3 separate regions of the Mus musculus genome follow, and regions 1 and 2 are each linked to region 3. Evidence: chromatin contacts called from public Hi-C data. All regions are on one chromosome and are shown on one strand. Each heading gives the region's core, a stretch centred on a gene start, on an enhancer-like site or on the middle of the called end of the contact. The rest is flanking DNA. Distances are from core to core; before and after follow the strand shown. Region 1 overlaps Opcml (opioid binding protein/cell adhesion molecule-like). Region 2 overlaps Opcml (opioid binding protein/cell adhesion molecule-like). Region 3 has its middle 17 kb from the start of Spata19.

What was found. A called contact is a pair of places that touch in the nucleus more often than the background predicts.
Region 1: a contact with region 3 is called in a Hi-C map of cerebral cortex, with 5 times the contacts expected there. The contact joins two enhancer-like sites. A contact is called at or near these places in 1 of 39 promoter capture datasets (embryonic stem cells), 2 of 15 datasets of contacts at CTCF or cohesin (the NIH/3T3 cell line and large pre-B cells), 52 of 484 Hi-C or Micro-C datasets (the AML12 cell line, DN3 thymocytes, the F1.1 cell line and 33 more), 4 of 115 datasets of contacts at active chromatin or transcription factors (embryonic basal ganglia, embryonic forebrain, embryonic midbrain and 1 more) and 1 of 9 other capture datasets (embryonic stem cells).
Region 2: a contact with region 3 is called in a Hi-C map of cerebral cortex, with 3 times the contacts expected there. The contact joins two enhancer-like sites. A contact is called at or near these places in 3 of 484 Hi-C or Micro-C datasets (the N1E-115 cell line, cerebral cortex and cortical neurons).

The regions. Positions count from the first base shown.
Region 1 is chr9:28,262,760-28,267,324 of GRCm38.p6, forward strand. All of the region lies in intron 1 of Opcml (opioid binding protein/cell adhesion molecule-like), which reads left to right. Among named protein-coding and RNA genes, the nearest start is that of Gm39313, 130 kb to the right of the region's middle. Within about 2 kb of position 2,127, at least 3 of the 459 cell types and tissues checked have an H3K27ac peak or open chromatin away from gene starts, as enhancers often do. A contact at or near this core is called in cerebral cortex, where this site is marked.
Region 2 is chr9:28,335,399-28,339,794 of GRCm38.p6, forward strand. All of the region lies in intron 1 of Opcml (opioid binding protein/cell adhesion molecule-like), which reads left to right. Among named protein-coding and RNA genes, the nearest start is that of Gm39313, 59 kb to the right of the region's middle. Within about 2 kb of position 1,588, at least 36 of the 459 cell types and tissues checked have an H3K27ac peak or open chromatin away from gene starts, as enhancers often do. A contact at or near this core is called in cerebral cortex and cortical neurons, where this site is marked.
Region 3 is chr9:27,411,682-27,415,691 of GRCm38.p6, forward strand. No RefSeq gene overlaps it. Among named protein-coding and RNA genes, the nearest start is that of Spata19, 17 kb to the left of the region's middle. Within about 2 kb of position 2,545, at least 66 of the 459 cell types and tissues checked have an H3K27ac peak or open chromatin away from gene starts, as enhancers often do. A contact at or near this core is called in cerebral cortex and cortical neurons, where this site is marked.

The sequences.
Region 1 (4,565 bases), core at 877-3,376, 850 kb after region 3:
TGTCTGTTGTTGTCCTTGTTCAGCCTGTATTTAGGCAGTCACATTGGTGACACTTTATGAGCATAGGAGACATTCATAAGAGACATAATCTTACAGCAAACTCCCTGTAACTGTGCCTCTTCTTTCACAATGACCCCTGAGCTTTAGTTGTGTTTAGATTTATTCACTGGGCTCCACAACTCTGCATTTTGATTGGTAGTGCTTTTCTGTAATGGTCTCTGTCTGTTGCTAAAAGAGTTTCTTTGATGCAGGGCAAGGACTGAGCACGTGGACAGATAATTTAGATTCTGATGAAGATAGCTGCTGGTTTAGTGAAGTGGTTGTTCTAGGTTCTCCATCTGTGACTTGGGAGAGCATCCAGGAGAGGTGGCTATGCCTTCTGGGATGCTGTTAGCTCTATCCTAGGTCTTAGTTACATGGAGACTATGTGCGAGGTCAGGAGACCTCATCTGTGGAGAAGCATGGAATAGAGATGTAGTAACTACAGAGGTTGTGGCACTTTGGGCCCAGGATTTTATCCAAACCCTTTACTTGATCCTGGAAACAAATGCCAGAAGCAAGAAGAAATCTAAACCCCTGTTTTACGAGAGGCTATCATTTGTAAATTTAATTGTGCTGTGCTTCTTCTCATACCTAATCAGTCAGGGTCTAAGAGAGAAGACGCACATAATGGCATTGATATTGACTTGACCTATATCCAAAGAGCCAGGACCCGTGAGACTTAGGTGAACAAGGGCCATCCGAGAACCATAAACTTTCCTCCACTGAGGTTCTAATGAAGTGCAGGCTTGAAGAGGCAAAGAAAGTCAGCTAGACTCAGGGTCAGAGTATAGAAGCGTTGTGGAGTAAGGTCTGAGGACGGGATATTTGAGGCCCCCTCTCCTGACAGTGAGAACTTTTACCAGGCTTTGGACAATGTCAAATGTGCCTGTCTAACAGACACTCAAAGGTGTCTACATCCACTTAGAACATCTTTCTTGTAGACAACCATGCCCCTTCTGTGGGATCCCCACAGGATTTTAATGAAATTCTTAGATCTGTTTGATCTATACTGAGGAATTTATTTTTCTCTTTCTGTGCCATTTGTTCACGTCCCTGTGTATACTTGGACAAAACCAAAACCAAACCAAACCAAAAATGAAGAAGAAATGAAATTGAAGGTATTCTCTAATTCCACTTGGAGAAAAGTTTTCGTAAGAAGAGGTGAGAAAACCCCTTTTCCCCTTTGCATAGCGCATTAAAATAATTTATGGAGAGCGGCTCCCGTTCACCTACGGAGCTGGTCAAGATGAGAGGATAAATCTTTAAAAGAATAATGTTTTCCGAATCAGGTTCCTTGTCCTCAGAGCCTTTGATGTATGAGTGTAATAGTAGGCAGGACACATAGTGAAATATACATGAGGCCTCTTGAGGGAAGAGCAGCAGAAGGGAGGAAATATCAGTGTTTACAGCAAAACTCAATTGAAACACTCACTTCTAGATGATAGTTTATTACATTGCAAGCAACGGAGCTCAGCAAGGATGTCCTTTCCTGTCTGTCTTCAGGACTCCAATGCCTGCCCTACTCCATCCCCACATCTCACTCCCATTCTATACGAGGTCAAAACATAGCCTCTTTATTACCCACTTCTCATCAGCAGGCTTCAGATTCTAAAGAAAAGGAAGTAGAAGTGTGGAATCTTCTCGACACTACCAGCAATTCCCTGATTTTTTTTTTTTTTTTTGACACGTAATCTGTTTTAAACATGAAGGAAAGTTTGGAGAGAGGATCATTTCCTTGTTGAAGTTCAACCAGGGATCAGCTCCCAGCAAGGTATTCCGCGCCACCACCTTCTTCCTCCCCAAGCTTCCTTACCTGGAAGATGCCCACAATGAAAGGATTGTTTGGTTTATCCATTGATAAACCGCTGCTACTCCTGCAGCCCCCTGGAGGTAGTGGTCCTGCTGGCTGATGAGATTTAGATCCAGGTGGAGTGTGGCAGAGCTATCATCTCTGCATGCAACCAGTCAGTGAGGCCACAGGCATTTAGTGTGGGGCGACCGCTGCATGCAGCAACCCCAAGCCTCTGTGTGGGTTTGCTTTAAATTGCTTAGCAGCTTTAGTGGCATCCTACATCCTACTCCCTGTCTTAAACTGAAGCCCTCTCCAGGCAGAATGCCCGTTTTCTTCCTGAACGCACTGCACTGCATCATAGGATCCTGTAGCTGCCTTGGGACAGCAAAGCTGCAGAGATTGAATTTGGCTGGCTCCTCCCCTCCTAGCACTTCAAGGACTCCCTCTATGCTAAGGCTTGGCTAACAGTTGGAGTGCAGACCTGCACACAGGCGTCGGACTGTGTTTTAGGAGTGGAATAATGTGCCTCTAAATATGTCTGTAATTGCATTTTGCTGTTGTCAGGTCATAACCTTCCATTTTGAGATCTCCACAAGGGTGAGAGGAGAAGGGTGATTCTCTTCTAGCTGCTTTTGTGGTCTGGCTTTACTCCTGTAAAGAAAGCATCCTATCACGCACTGAGAGAGAGGCTTTGTGCTATAGTGTGGATGTGTCATATCCCCCCTCCCCCATATCCCATATGTTAAAGAGGTTGTTAGGAGTCCATGGAGCTCTCGGGTGCTGGCAGGAGTTTTAAGGGCTTGTATCCAGTGGGCAAAGTAAGGTCATTGTGGGATGTCCTCAGGAGCAGTACCCTGCCCCATTCTAGTTTCTTTCTGTCTGCTTTCTGGATGCCAGGAGGTGAGCAGCTTCCCCCATCACAGACTCCCTGCTGTGATGACTGCCTTGCCACCAGCCCAGAGTGGTCATCATCATCAGAAAGTTCTTCCTGAAACCATGAGCCAAATGTGACCTGCCTGGGAGGGTGGTTGACTCACATACTGACTTAAAGCTGACTAACACATTTAGAAAAACTGAGAATACAAAGGGGAGAGGAGGGAAGGGAAGGGACTGGAGGGAAGGAGATAAGGGTAGGAATTGGGTGGAAGGGAAGGGTAGCGAAGGAAAAGAAACTATGTTACATTTGGAATAAACGTGGATAATTCCTTCCTTGGTTTTAAAAGCTCAGTCCTTAATATGAGAAGTGAGAATCACTTGCAGGTGATTTTTTTTTTTTTTTTTTTTTTTGGATATTGGGCCACAGATTGATGATTCAGAATTCTGCTTCTCATCTCCAAATCTCACTGCACTTCGGATCAGAACAAGTGAAGTACTGGGAGCTGTTATATATATATATAAAAAAGTAGACTATGATGGTCATTTGGCTGATTTCCCTGTTATACAATAATCTTGGTCTGTTTACACAGACTAGATGCTGTAAGTGTGCTGGTTCGGTATCAACTTCACAAACACTAAAAGAGGGGATCTTCACTGAGAAAATGCCTGCCTAAGCTTGCTTTGTAGGCAAGCCTGCTGTGCATTTTCTTGATTAATGATTGATGTGGGAGGGCCCAACTCATTGTAGTCTATACCTCTCCTAGGTAGATGGTACTGGGCTATATACAAAAGCAAACTGAGCAAGTCCTGGAAAACAAGCTGGTAAGCAGGGCTTCTCTGTCACTTCTGCTCTAATTTCTGCCTCCAGACTCTTGCTTGCTTTCTTTTTCTGGCTTTCCTCAGTGATGGATGGACTGCTATGGGAAAAGAGAGGTCAAATAAACCCTTTCATCTTCAAAGTTACTTTTATCCATCTAACTAGGACAGTTGGTCAACCACTGACGTGGACTATTGTAATCAGGATACATAGTATGCATCCCACAGAGAAGGAATGAGACACTATGGGTCTACCACTGCAGACTAGATTTGTTTTATAGATGTAAATGGACAGTATTGTAAATACATAAACCACTAACAACCATTTATTAGTATCATCAAATTCTGTCCATGGTTGTTTGTCAGCTTTTGGTGGCAAAGACCTTAAAAGAAACCAAGATTAATCTAAGAAACTTCTTCCTCTTCCAGTATGTGGTTACTTGGTCCTATTTCTTTGGGCCAACAGGGGTGAGGGGAATGGAGAAGGTCTTACTGCATTACATCCAGGAAAAGGGAAAGGGGGAAAAGCCAGATTCCCAGTGTCTTCTACAAGGATATGCTGATGAGATGATGTCTTTCCATAGGCTAACTCTGGAAAGGTTTTGCCACCTCCTGGTAGTACTACAAACCAAGGATCAAAGAGACAGGGCCACTTGAGAGAGGCTTGAGATAACAGAGCCTAGCATACACATCCCTCCTTCATATGACTAGCTGAATGGGAGGCTCCTTCACACTAGCACCAAGACAAGTTCATGGGTAAAACCCTTAGGTAGGAACCCTACCTTAGCTCCTGTCTCCAGTGTCCTGCTCTGCTGGAATTACTGCCCTGACTTTCTTTAGCAACAGACTATTGCCGGAAAGTAGAAGATGATAAACATGTTTTCTTCCCAAGTTGCTTTAGGTCACTGCGTTTGGCCACAGCAATAGAAACCCTGACTAAGACAACAGTAGGAGGGTGAGACTTCATCATGGATTGCAGCCATCACTGTCCCCTTCCTTACAGCTGAACATCATCTTGGGATCTAGAGTATAGAGGAGG
Region 2 (4,396 bases), core at 338-2,837, 920 kb after region 3:
TCCATGAAGAGATGTTCAGCGTGCCTTTAGGTGTACCTGTGAGGGGGCCATCAGTCTCCTAACTAAGAGAGAAAGCCACTTTGAATATGATATCCAAGGCCAGGTTGGGATTTGTTCTGCTCTCTCAGTGTTAGGCAGCGTTTGCATCACCATGGCAGAGACGGAGGGAAAACAACCTGAAGAGGTTTACTTGTTTGGGTGCAGGGCTTGAGGGGGTTCGGTCCTTGGGTGCTCAGCCACGTGGGCTTGCGCAGGGCTTGAGGGGGTTCGGTCCTTGGGTGCTCAGCTACGTGGGCTTGCGCAGAACATCCTGGCCATGGGATCAGGTGATGGGGAAGATTATGCGCTCTTGACAGATCAGTAGCAGACAGAGAGGGAACCAAATATACCCATCAAAGACAACTCTAGATACTTATTTTCTTCAGCTCTGCCCACTGCCCAAAGATCCCCCACATCTTCCACACAGAGCACCTGGCTGGGGACCAACTTCAATACAAAGGCCCACAGGGTATGTTTTATACTCAAGCTTTAATACTCTGTCTGATGGTAGCCCTAAGGTAATTGGCTGAGTTTGCCCCTCCCTGCCCACCCTGCCATGGCGCTCAGCCTCATCCCTGTCCAGAAGCAGCAATGCAGACTGACCATGGACTGAAACCTCTGAGCAGATGAGACAAGAGAAACCTCACTTGTAAGTTACTCCATCAGGCATTTTGTCACAGCAATGAAAAGTCTGGCACCGGCATTGCAATAATAGCATTCTATTCCTAAGGCAGTTCATTAAATGATGCAAAGTGGCAGTATCCAGAGGGCCCTGGACAATCCATGGTTGCTGATATGAAAAGCTCTTCAAATAGCATTCTTGTTTACTTTGATTACACACTAATGGTGTTCACCTGATTATGAACATCTTGCAGACAGAGGTGATGCTGCCCTCATCATGCCAGCACCAAGTCCAAGCCCTGGATTTGGAAGCAGCTTCAACACTTTTAATGTACACTGTATTGAAAGGGCATTGGGCTCACAGGTTACCTCCCAGTCCCCAGACATTCATTTCAACCAGCCCAGACTGCAAACACAGCTTTATACTTGAAAATCCATATCTGGGTCTTTAACCATCAGTGCCCAAAGCAGTTGCTTGTATGTGGGATGGCTGTGTTAAAACAGATCATGTGCACACTTCCCTAGCTGAACTAGGAAAGCTGAGTACTGCCTTGGAGGCAGCTCCTGTCTCTCCCAGCTCCTCCCCTTCTTCTCTTAACTCCTCCTCCGTGCACTCACACTGACCTGGTAGATTCCCAGTCTTTTGGAAGGGCTTGTATTAAAAGTTTCATTAGAGAATCACGCCAGGGGTTTTAAACAGCAGCGATCTAGCTGTAAAGGCTTGGAAGCAGTCCCCGAGTGTGCACCAGGAGTGGGCTGATGGCGGCAGTGCCAGCCACTGCAGCGCACTGGGACTCCCGCCCTGAATCTTATTTACATTGGGACTAACAATAGCTCTGCAGCCTGGCTATAAATAATTTCTGGGGAAGAGTTGTCTAATTAAACGTGCAGCAGTAAGGAAAGTGCTTTAACCACAAGGCTGGTGTCCTAATGAACGTAATCACTGTATGGGGACAGCTTAGGAATCACATCCAGACACCTCCCTGTGGAGGTAGGGAGGTAGAGGGGAAATTCGTAGGAAGAATTTCCAATCAATATTTAATTGTGCATTGTGTTAAACTAGTTTAGGGTCCTCTTTCTCCTTCTCTTTCCTCATATCAAGAGGTAAAAGGGATTTGAAAATGTAGCTTTGTAGCATGGCTTGAGCCTCAGATTCCAGTGAGACAATTGTCTCCAAGTTTTCAATGCATGGCAATTACTAGGATACACAAAAAAATATTAATTAGTAAGTGGCTTGTAAATTCTGATGGGTCCTGCCTTTAAAGAAAAAGAAGTGGGGAGTCGAATTGAAGTTTTATTCTGTCTCTGACCATGTCTGCTCCGGACTTGGTGCCCTTTAGGGCCAGGCAGTGTCCTGTGTCCTTTGGTTTCTCCAGGTCAAGCATTGGGAAGATATGACTATTCCCCCTGGATGAAGGCAATCAACTGTCATCAGTGCAGGGACAGCAGGCTTCTGCTGATATCCGAGCTACTATGAGCAGATCAGCAAGGAAGCCCAGTTCAGCCATACCTGATTCTGCTTCAGTGGAAACAACACTGTGAATTAGCTTGAGGGAAAAGTCTGTAGGATACAGGGTGGTAGTCTTTCCTTGTTATTTACAACACAGTTCTAAGGATAAAGAGGGGACCATGTGAGAAAGAATACCGTGTCATCAGGCTAATGTTTTTAAGTAATATAGGAACCATATATACAAACATCTGCAAGGACATAGTTAGAATATGTATATACAGATATTAGGTAGTTTGATGCCTTTGTGTGTGTGTGTGTGTGTGTGTGTGTGTGTGTATGAGTGAGTTTGCGAGCAAATTTGAGCACACACATGCCTTGGATATAGACTAGCTATTGCATATTGCTATGGTAACCTGCATGCTCTTGAAGACTAGTTTAAAGCATGGAAAGAGAGTATACATGTGTAGAGGTACCCCAGGCCAAGCTGCATAGAAACAGCAGGCCAACACTCACTCCATATACCCCCTGACAGTCAGAGATATAGGCATTAAGTGTGGGCACCTGTGATGAATCAAATTCACCACTGGATGTCAACGTTGCTCTAGCTAATTAGAAGACCTGCAGAAATCCTATTCTCTCTTATACTGGGGGTAGGTTTAATCTATGGAATAAATGTACCAGGGAGGAGGAGGTAAAAGCATCAACCTTCTGAAAGAGTCCACAAAGCAGAATCGGGGAACCAAATTTGGCATTTCTTCTTTCAGCCACCACTGTCCATCTAATAATCTTCTAGTTGCTTTTTCTTTATTACTCGGCTCTCCAATTAACACTCCCAGTTCTACTACATAATATAACCATTCATTTTCCTTATTGTCTAGCACTTACCACCCACATGCACATGCCAGAGTCTGAATGACAAGAGGGTAGAATTCTCATTTCTGCCATGTATATGTCTATAACTCAGCCTGATACAAAACAAATGTTTGCTAAGTATTTGATCGGAATAGATAAATGACCAATAGCGGAACTGATAATGTTTAGTTAGTAAATATAAACACAAACAGAGACCTTACGCCAATAGTAATGGGAGTTCTGTCTTCTGGGAAATGTGTGACAGTGTGGCTGGAGAAGAAAGGGCAAATGAGGATACCTAAGCTTGGAAGTGTCAAGTCACAAAGCCTGGGGGTGTCAAGGGTGTGCTGCTACTGTGACTGGGGATGGAAGATTAGCTTCTCTCAACCATAGCTCCCTGGTCAGTACAACAGAATAATTGTAACCTACCACATCTATGGAGGAGGCTTGTGGAGATCACATGTCACAGGCTACTACACAATGTACTTGGCCTGGGATAATACCATCCAGGTCCTTCTTAAGTCTCAAGTATGTTATGAGCACAAAGAACGACACACAACAAGGGGATTATTAACCTTACCCAATGGCATAGAAACTGTAGACCTCTTCCAAGTAATTCACTTTAACCACAGAAGGTCAATTTAACCAGGAATAACAAATGTAGTGGTAGTAGTAGTAGTAGCAGTAGCAGTAATAATAATATTATTAATAATAATAATGATGAAGCAGAGTTCAAAAACCATCTTGGAGAAGATGCAATGGGCCCAGTCATGGTGCTAGGGGGCTGTGAAATGTTTTTCCTTCAAGGGGTGAGCCTCTAGTCTGCTGGGTGTTTCTTCTATTCTATGGACATGTTGGCAGCATCAGGGACTTCCATGGCAGCCGTGCTAGCATCATTCTGAATCCATATGCTTAATTTTTAATAAATAAATGAAATCAAATTAAGCAAAAAAGAAAAATAGGTCTACAGTGTGGAGGCATTTCAAATTATTTACTGTGCTGTCACTTTAGGCTCATTGATGCTTGTTAATTTTTTTGAATTTGATGATAAGCACCATTTATAAGCTAAATAAGACATTATTAGCAGTATCCTGGCAGAAATGTACAAGGACACCGCTAAGCTAAGGTGAAAAATGCATTATTGAATGAAATTTAATTAGTAGATTTTGTTCTATTAGTGGTTTGAATATTGCATTTAGGAAAATAAATATAAATATGATCCAGGCAATCTTTCCAGTGAGAAAATGTCACTGGTAATATAACATCACTCCTACTCTTTCAGGCAGATGTGGGATGAAAATTGATGTCTTGGTCTCTTGCCAGTCAAAAGATTTTCTGGTTTGTGGTTCTGATAATAGCTAAGTAGAGGGGAGATGCCTTGTGTGCAGCTCCCGTGGGTAGGAAGAAGGGTACCTGGTGAGAATTAGTGTTAGC
Region 3 (4,010 bases), core at 1,295-3,794:
TCGTAGCTACCTCTCCAGCACCCTGTCTGCCTTCATGCTTTCATGCTTCCTGCCATGACGATAATGGACTAAACCTCTGAACTGTTAGCCAGTCCCAATTAAATGTTTTTCTTTATAAGAGTTGCCATGGTCATGGTGTCTCTTCAGAGCAATAGAAACCCTAAGTAAAATGCCAGCACATAAAAATGGGGTAGTTTGGCCACATGGGAAGGAATGGATGCCCAGTGATTGTGAGAGTATGCAGGCAGGCCTTCCACACAAAACAGATGGGCAAGGAAGATGTATAAGGAGAGGATGGAGGCTGAGAAGTATAAAGCATTAGGAGGGGCCCAGGCTCTGGTCCTATAGGGGCAACTCATCTTGGTGTGTAACGTGGACAAAATGGGGGCACAAGAGGCCCCTCTAGGCTCTCTCAGATGGCTTAGTGGTTGTTGCACCCTCTGGGTATTCCACACAACAGCATCAACTGGTTCTGCTTGGTTTGAGACACAGTGTATATGCATATGTGTTTGCTTACTTCATAGACTGCTCTAGGGAGGTGTACTCCATCCTTCCAGGGTCTGGGGAGGCAGCACTCTGCCTCCACGCAAGCCAGTAGCTCTTCTATATGTCTTCCAATTACCCAGCAGTCGATGTAGGGCTGAAAGCCATTTTCCTAAGAGAGGGAAAAGAGAGTCTAGAGAAAATGTCAGGTGTTTCTGAGAATTGGGGAACTCTGAGTGACCCACAGGGAAGTGGAACCTGTGTGAGGATGGTCCCTGCCCACCTGTTTCATCTTGCCCTGGTTGTCACAGAGGATGATACCATCAGCTTCTGAATTTTTCAGCGGGCTCTGTCACTGGGATGCATACCCACGTAGGGCAGGGGGGATCCCAGAACCCTCTTCCTACTCCTGGCAGTACTCAAGGAAAGACAAAGCCACTGGCCGTGACTCTGGCCTGAGTGTTGGCATCTCTTTTGCTGTCCTCTCCCCATTGTTCCTTTGAATCCTGGGTCTCATCTCTCCTAGCACTGCAGTTTATGCCTTCACTCGTCACTTGCTGGTGTGTGTGTGTGTGTGTGTGTGTGTGTGTGTGTGTGTAGTTGGGCATGGAGGCCAGCATAATGAGTGTGGGATGGATTATGTGAGGAGGTTGCCGTGAGAGAAGGGACAGCCCAGAGAAAGGCAGGGCAGTGGCTTTATTTTGTAGGAAGGCTTTTAAGTAGCTGTGTACCTTCTAGCAGAGGTGTACATGCAAGGCCTTTTCCTGAGGGGGACTGTGTAGCGTGTGTGTACGCGAGCGAGAGCTCGCGCACGCACGCACGCGCGCACACACACACACACACACACACACACACACATATTGGCCCTGGAATCTCATCTGTCCCTTGGTACCTTGATCTTGAGGAGGTGTTCAACCTCACTGTGATCCAGGTTCACAGAGTCTTTTTGAAGTCCAAGGGCGGGAACCACTGTCAGTGGTACAGTAGGTGTCTGACACTTGGCAAACCTCAGGCCAGGCCAGCCACAGTGACTCCTAACCATATATGTTTAGGAAAGGGATTTGCACTGCACTTTCTAGCTGCAGTGGCTGCTGGCCATTGCTCCTCACGCCCATGAACCAATCGCATAAGCCTTGGGCAACGTGGGACAGTAACCTTGCCCTTCTGCAAGGGGATAGTTTCTGCTTTCCAGGCCCATAAAATTTCAGAATGAAGATCATGGTGGTCTTTAAGAGTAATAAAGAGCCACACATACCTAGGGGAAATAATCTCTAGGGGTAGGGATGGACTCAGAGGTACAGTGCTCGCCTAGTGTGTTGGCTGGCATCTGAAAGCCAGCGTGGCCAGGAACGGGACGCACTGGCTGGTTTTGTGTGTCCACTTGACACAAGCTGGAGTTGTCACAAAGAAAGGAGCCTCCTTGAGGAAATGCCTCCATGAGATCCAGCTGTAAGGCATTTTCTCAATTAGTGATCAAGGGGGAAAGGCCCAGCCCACTGTGGGTGGTGCCATCCCTGGGCTGGTAGTCTTGGATTCTATAAGAAAGCAAGCTGAGTAAGCCAGGGGAAGCAAGCCAGTAAGCAGCACCCTTCCATAGTCTCTGCATCATCTCCCGTCTCCAAGTTCCTGCCCTATGTGAGTTCCTGTCCTGACTTCCTTTGGTGATGAACAGCAATGTGGAAGTGTAAGCCAAACAAACTCTTTCCTAGGAACCCCAACTTTTTTCTTGGTCCTGATGCTTTGTGCAGGAATACAAACCATGAAAAGACAGAGGGTTTTCCTGGAAAAGGTACAGGAAGTGTCTCCTCTTCTTTGAGTCCAGCTTGTATGCTCCTGAAAGAGGTGCTGGGGGGACTGGCTGCTGTTTCTCCACCTTTCATAGTGGGAAGCTTGGCCTTCCTGGGTTTGTGTTCCAGTCCAAAGGATGTTGTCATGGCCGCATATGGCCAGCAGAGGGCGGTGTCGATCCAGGAGTGCCTTTGCCACACGTCCAACCCAGGGTGTAAATTGCTCAGATTTTCCCCCAACAAATAGATGGTACCCAAGCCACCAGCATGCTCTCATCTGTGTCCACAGCCAGCTCTGTCCTGCCTTTCCAGTGAGGGAAGTTCCTGTGCTTACTCAGGGTGTAGGAGGAGCAGCGACCAGCAGTCTTCTGCTTGCTGGCTCGGAGAGGCGCTCTGGCACAGGCATCTGCTCAGCTGGGCCCTGTGGGGAGCTGACTCCTGGGGGAATGAATTCACTGGCTGTTGTGCGCAGACTCAGGTTACAGCTGCGCGCTACTCTGGACTCGCCATTGGCATACCCAGCCAGGTGGGATTCCCAGAGAGGAGGTTGTGGGGAGGCATATTCTAGGGTTCAGGAACTTTGGGAACCTGTGTCTGTGTCTAGGTGGCCTTATTAGAATCTGGGGTGAAGTACTTTGAGACTTTGGCCTCCAACCCTGTGAGGAGGGGGTTTGGTGAAAATGCAGGGCACAACCTTGATTCATTGTGCTGTCAGGTTTGGGAGGGAGCCAGGGGCATTTTTTTTTTTTTTTCTTCATTCTCCTCTGTTAGGGTTAAAGCACATGATAGTGTTAAAACAGAAAGGTCTGGAGCACTGGGAAAGATAATTGTAAGAGAACTAGTGGGGGGATTAATCTGGTTTTAGTAGGCTTCTACTCCCACAGAGCCCCTCCTCTAGTATCTGGCTCTATTTCTCTTCCATAAACTTCTTGACTTTATGGATAGCTACACTTTAATATACATTCCAATATTTAATTCAGTTCAGTGTTAACAGACTGACACAATTTCTAGACCTTGGAGATATATATATATATATATATATATATATAGAGAGAGAGAGAGAGGGGGGGGGCAGCATCTTGGACCACAGCCGTAGGGCAGGGAAGGACCAATCCTAACCTCAAGGGAGATGGCACTGAAGATACTGGGCAAGGCTGGTTCTCTCTCTGGCATATACCAGCTCAATTGCACTTTTGTGCTTGCTGTAAGTAAATTTTGGCTGCTAGTGTTGTCTGTGTCCTTGTAGAAATTCTTCTCCTTCAGGAGTACAGGAACCAAGAGTGCTGCCACAGTTGGGATCAGAGGGCATTTGGAAGGATGTATTGCTCTATGGCACCTTTAACCCCTGAGCCCACAGGACAGTCCACTGCTTCTGATTCCCATCCCTCCATTCTTTCTGCCAGGGACCCTGGGTATTCTGCTGCATTGTGGTCCAGGAGAGTTAGCAAAGGGAGAGAACTACAAAGAAACACTGTGGATTTAACTCGGTCTAGAGGTGCCTTGTGAGCTTTCTGCTTGAGCCGATTCCAGCCTTCCCATCCCAACCCACTTGCCCATTCTCCATTGTTGAAAGCCTTTAGGTTTCCACCTTCTTTTCTTTCGTTCTTCCTCAAGGGAGTTGACTCTGCTCTCTGCTTCCTGCAGGATGGAGACCACACACACACACACACACACACACATCCATTCACATTGTAGACATATGCATAGCATGTATTTGTGCGCACACATTTCATTACACTA